Linked DNA regions of Anas platyrhynchos: region 2 is linked to region 1. The links are chromatin contacts, called in public Hi-C maps. All regions are on one chromosome and are shown on one strand. The core of a region is the stretch at or near the end of the contact, and the rest is flanking DNA. Distances in the headings are between cores, read along the strand shown.

Evidence for each region. Hi-C and Micro-C count contacts between places; a contact is called where the count stands out from the background.
Region 2: a Hi-C map of subcutaneous adipose tissue shows a contact between it and region 1, with 2.7 times the contacts expected there. The contact joins two enhancer-like sites. A contact is called at or near these places in 3 of 8 Hi-C or Micro-C datasets (skeletal muscle and subcutaneous adipose tissue).

Annotation. Positions count from the first base shown.
Region 1 is chr9:6,907,147-6,909,876 of IASCAAS_PekinDuck_T2T, reverse strand. The region is part of intron 3 of TBL1XR1 (TBL1X/Y related 1); the gene reads left to right. Among named protein-coding and RNA genes, the nearest start is that of TBL1XR1, 86 kb to the left of the region's middle. Within about 2 kb of position 1,331, at least 2 of the 8 cell types and tissues checked have an H3K27ac peak or open chromatin away from gene starts, as enhancers often do. A contact at or near this core is called in subcutaneous adipose tissue, where this site is marked.
Region 2 is chr9:7,223,724-7,226,453 of IASCAAS_PekinDuck_T2T, reverse strand. No RefSeq gene overlaps it. Among named protein-coding and RNA genes, the nearest start is that of ZMAT3, 180 kb to the left of the region's middle. Within about 2 kb of position 1,348, at least 4 of the 8 cell types and tissues checked have an H3K27ac peak or open chromatin away from gene starts, as enhancers often do. A contact at or near this core is called in subcutaneous adipose tissue, where this site is marked.

The sequences.
Region 1 (2,730 bases), core at 82-2,581:
TTGAGCTCACGTGCAGTGGGGCTGCTCCAAGGAGCAGAAGAAACGTCAGGCAAGCAGGAGACTTCCCTTTAAAAACACTCTTGGAACCAGAGCAGTAGTGGGGATGTGTCTGCCTGTTTGCTTTTCCTGTAAACCTTTGGCATGTTTTCGGGAAGACCTGGAATTTTTATTAGGGCCAGAAAAAAGGGCCACAAGAATCTTGATAAATTTTCTGAATGTATTTGGAATATGCGGTCACAAGTATTTAAAAAAAAATTCTAGTGTGCCCTTTGCAAATTAGGCTGGACATGGAAGACTGGTAGGAATTCTGTGTCACTTCTACTTACTTTTGGATGTTTTTTTTGTCTTTTCTGTTATTTAGTTGTATCTAAAATAAAGAGCAATATCAATATGCTATTAATTGCCCCAAACAAGTAGTTAATTGCACACAGAAACAGCAGATTTGGGGGAAATAAAGTGCCATTACTGATGTATATTTGTTAGTACGTGGGGTATGTGTGTACATGCATGGGTACATTCATATGTAAAGGTAAATCTATTTCTACCCCTCTGCTTTTTCTTATTTACAGTCTTCTCTCTTTGTTTCTGTTTATATTTATGTGATGCCACTTGTCTGAAATCTGTCACCTTCTAAACAAACTGAGAAACAGCAAACTGCGGGGCTGGTTGGCGTTGTGGTTGTGGTGGGTCCCGTCTGCACCTGGGGCTGGATGGGGGCTCAGGTCGTTCCTGCTCACTTACTTTCCCCAAAGCCCCGCGGGGAGCTCCTGTGGGAAGCTATGGGGCAGCCTGGTCCCCAGGGCTGGTAACAGTGGTGTTGTAGCTTCCCCATCACACGAAACAGAGGTCATGGCTGCTGCTTCAGATGGCCACATGACTGGCAACTCAGGCTGGAGGTGGCCACGCTACAGGGCCTGCTGCTGGGGGAGCCTGGCTTGACCTGCTGCTGTCAGCCTGGCATCAGCCTCACGTGTGTCATAGGGGGAGAGTTATCCTGTCCCCTCCTGTCATGTGGCTGCTGTCTCCTCTCTTCAGTTTGACAGCTTGCTTTGGGGATGGAAGGAGGCTCTTTGGCTTTGCTCTTCCTTCCACAATTCCTCCCTTGGGTGCCATGGGTGTGCCATGGCTCTTGTGGGGAGAGGGCGCTAGGAAAAGGCTTTGCAGGACAAATAAACAAGCTCTGGAAAAATGGATAAAGCAATATCTTGATTTAAAAAAAAAAAAAGGGAAACTTTTGCAGCCTTTTCAGTTTCATGCCCTCATCAGGCAAGCTGTGTATTTATTTAACACATTTCTGTATTTTTGGAGTTGTTACCGTACCAAAACCAGTGTTACACTGCCACCTCTTGATAGCTGGGTAGGAAAACAAGTTTCTAGGAGCTGAGTGGCAGTACTTGTCCTTACCTTACCAAGCAGCCTGTTTAGAAACACTTTGAACCAGCCTTGAAAAATTACACTCATTTGACTTGGGCAGGGTGAATAAGACTTTTGAACGACAAGCGAAATGTTAGCTTTTTCTGTAGTTATCCAGCTACGTAGCATGTGACAAGCAAATTTGTGGCATTTCAACAATTCTGCTTTGAGCGGGGGAGCCCTTTTTATTTTAATAATATGGATCTTTTCTATGTAGCACGTAGTGCTCGTATCTGCTTCTTGCATCTTGATCCATCTTTCTGGATGGCACCGTGAGATTTTAAAAATCAGTAACAGACTCATGTCACAGACAATGCTGTTTGTGTGTTTCACATAAAAAGCCTTCTTACAAGCCTTTTTAAATTTAATTACCTTTTAATTACCTTTATTTATTTTTTTTTGTTTCTGAAGGATATTGCTTCTGCAGAACTTTTCTGCAATGAGAAGTGTTTAAAGATGATTTGTACCAGGCTTGACAACAAGAACTGGTTGCTAATGCATGAAATGGCTGAAAATGGCATTCATTTCACACACTGCTCAATAAGCGATTCCCCAAAATGTGCAGTAATTTGCCAGGTATACGCTGTATGCCCGGCACCACCAGGGGCTGTGCATGGGGGTAGTGTGAGCATAGTACCAGCGTACCTTTAAAAGTTGAGCTGCACTAGCAAAAAGTTTTACTGGAACCAGTTATTTTCTTCCCTTAAATAGAAATGAGAAGATTCTCCATAGCTCTGCCTTTTTGTTTATTTCCTTAAGAAACTCCGAGCATCTTGCTCCCTTCCCTAGCACAGCCCTCAAGCCCAGGCCTCGCAATGAGTGTTGGAAGGCACAAGGCCGGGTTTTCCGTGGCCGCCTCCAGCCTGGTTCCTGGCTCCCTGTCTCCCAACCCCAATGTTCTGCGCTCCCCTTTGGCTCTTTGGGGTGTCCCTGTGCCCTGCAGCCCTGCCTGGTTTCAGGCAAATGCACCCCTTTGGTGCCCAAATTGTCTGTAGCCTCTCTGTTTGTGGGGGAGCTCGGCTGGGCCTCTTCTCTCCCAGCCACCATGGCTGTGGAGCCTCGTCCCTGAGAGCTCTCCCCTGTCAGATCCACTTGAAATGGGATGGTGAAGTTCAAAAGTCAGATGTTGAGAGGCGGCGTGGTTATTTTGTCCTGTTTCCTTGGGGAATCTTGCTGGGAAAAAAATGCCTGGAAGCAATATGTGAAGCCTTCTACTATTTGGCAGCCCTGTGATGCAAGTCAGTCTTTAGTTGCTGTGTACTGCTGCATTCACGGCTTTCCCGCTTGGAGCAGCAGCAGCAAATGAAGCTGATAGTT
Region 2 (2,730 bases), core at 99-2,598, 320 kb before region 1:
TCTCCAGCAGGTCGTCCCCCAGCCTGTACTGATACATGCGGTTGTTCCTTCCCAGGTGCAGGACTCTACACTTGCTCTTATTAAACCTCATTTGGTTTCTTCCTGCCCAGCTCTCCAGCCTGTTCAGGTCTTGGGAATGGCAGCACAGCCTTCTGCTGTGTTGGACACTCCTCCCAGCTTTGTGTCATGGCTGTACTTGCTGAGGGTGGGCACTATTCCCTCATCAAGGTCATTGATGAAGATGTTGAGCAAATGTTAAATGTTCAACATTTAACAAAATATTAAAGCTTCTTCATATTGTTATTCGGCCTTCCCTTCCCTTCCCTTCCCTTCCCTTCCCTTCCCTTCCCTTCCCTTCCCTTCCCTTCCCTTCCCTTTCCCATCATTTTTTAATCATTTTTAAAGAGAGATCCTGAACACTCTCTCTCCATGTTTCTGTCAGAAAATACTATATACACTACAGTTTTGTGATGTTTGAGTATACTGTTGATCTTCCACAGACAATCTGTGTGAAAAATTCATTTGGCAGGGATCATGTTGCCCAAGGAGGTCATCTTACAGTCTTGTCAGGCAGCTGTTTATGGCAGTACAGTGAGTCACAGAAGTGAGCCGGGATTTCTTCTGAGGGTTGAGGAGAGGGTGTGAAAAGCCGGTCTACCAGTAAGCAGATAAAAACTGCCCAGAATCCAAGACTCAACCTTGGATAAGCACATATGGACTCCTCAGAGGGAGAAATGAGATCGTTTCTCCACCTAAAACTGAATTTGTTTATGGTTGACCACGGGAACCATTCTGTGGGATAGTTTTGGCTGCCCTGGTGCCTTGTGCTTGCTTCCCACTGCCTTGCAGCCCTCCCATGCCGTGTGGGATGGCTGCCGTGGGTTTTGGTGGCCCTGAGGCGAGGGTGGCGGCACCCTCGGTCCCACTGAGCCTTAGCCCTTGTGGCCAAGTGGGCCTCCCCAAAATGGCCCAGCCTGACCAGAAAAACGCTTTCTTAGCGAACACAGCTTCTGTAGGACGCTTCATGGGAGCATATTCAGTGTGACAGAATTTTCCAAGTCACTTGAAACTGAAGGCCTCCCTCGACTGGAGAACAACTCCGAGCAGTCACATTACAACTTGGTATTACACAGTATGTAGACCAAAATGTAAGCTTTCACGAGGTTCAGCCTGTGCTTCTGACCCCGAAAAGGCCGCAATACGCGATTAAAAGAGACAGAGAAACTCGCGTGGCACCCCTGACGCCAAGCACCCTCCTGAATGGCCGCCCGCCCGCTCCAGGCGCTGCGCCTGCGCCTCCCGCCATGAGGCCGGGCCCGCCCGCCGCGCGGCCGCGGCGCCACAAGATGGCGCTGTCGCCATGGCAATGAGGCAGCGGCCTGGAGCTGCGTGCAGGGCTTTCAGCGTCACTTCTGTCACCCCGGCCCTGTGTGCACAACCCTGGCTGTGCCTCACCCTGCCTCCACACAGCTGGAGCTGCAGGATGGCGTCCTGCCTGGCCTTAGCTCGTCCCCATCACTGTGGCACTCATGGATGTCCTGAGCCGCACCTGGCTCTGCTTCCCCTCACGTAGTAGCACAGGCTGGTGGCATGGCCCGTCCCGGTCACCCCAAGCTCTCCGATGAGGGAGGCCCAGCCAGCACAGGGATCTGTCTCCCTAATGGCCTCATGGCTCCCTTCAACAGCCCAACACGGCTTTAGTTCAAGGGGTTCAGGCCAACCCACTCAGAAGTAGGTGCAACACCACTGAAGCTTTCTGTGGGCTTTCTAGATTATGTTAAATGCACTTTGAAAACAACAATAAAACAAAACAAAACAAAAATACATTAATATTGTGGCCAGCAATGTGGCAAGGATTACAGAAAAAAAAAAAAGTGTTGAAAGAATAATGTGGGGGAAAAAGTGATTTTGTACTCTACTGCAATACCTTTGTGTGAATAGATTGGCCCTATGAAAGGAAAGCAAACATAAACTTGACAACAACTGGGTATAACTGCACTTGTGAAGAAAAATGGGTGCTTGTGTAGGGCTGACAGGAAATCTGAAGTTTGATGTGTAGAGGCCTACAGATCACCTCACCAGTGCAGCATCAAACTCACCTCCTTGCTTCCAACAAAAGAACATATTTACAGAATCACAGAATCACATTACATCAGGTTCTTTCAGAAAGAATATGCATTTCCTAAGGGAAGTTGGGTTTTTCATAATTTGATGTGCTTATTGATTTCTTGAAGGTCACTATTCCTCCTACATTTTATTCCCAATAAACCTACCTGGATAGGTAGAAACAGCTGAATTTTTCTTTGATTCCTGCTAATTTGGCCTCATAGTAATTCATCACAAATGCTTCACAAGTTAATTATGTTCTGGGAAACAAAATTTCGTATCATATCTGTTACTGGCTGTTGCCATTTAATTTCATTTGTGCACCTCTTGTCAATAGAGTGCAAGGCACAGTAAACCTTACAGACTTTTCCATTTGTTTTTCATAAACATCTGCTAATGTCAGTTCTAATTCACTTCCTCCTCCTCCTACCTTTAATCTGTTTTCTCATGAAAGTATTTTGCATGTGAATAGTTGTTCCTGTCCGTCCTTGAAGCTTCTCCATTTCTATGCTACGGTTTTTGAAAAGAGGCGTCTAGCTGAGACAACAATATTAAAAACATGGAGGTGGAAAGTGGGAAGAGCTAGTGCAACTCTGTACAACTCTGCATACAAGTAGGAATGCT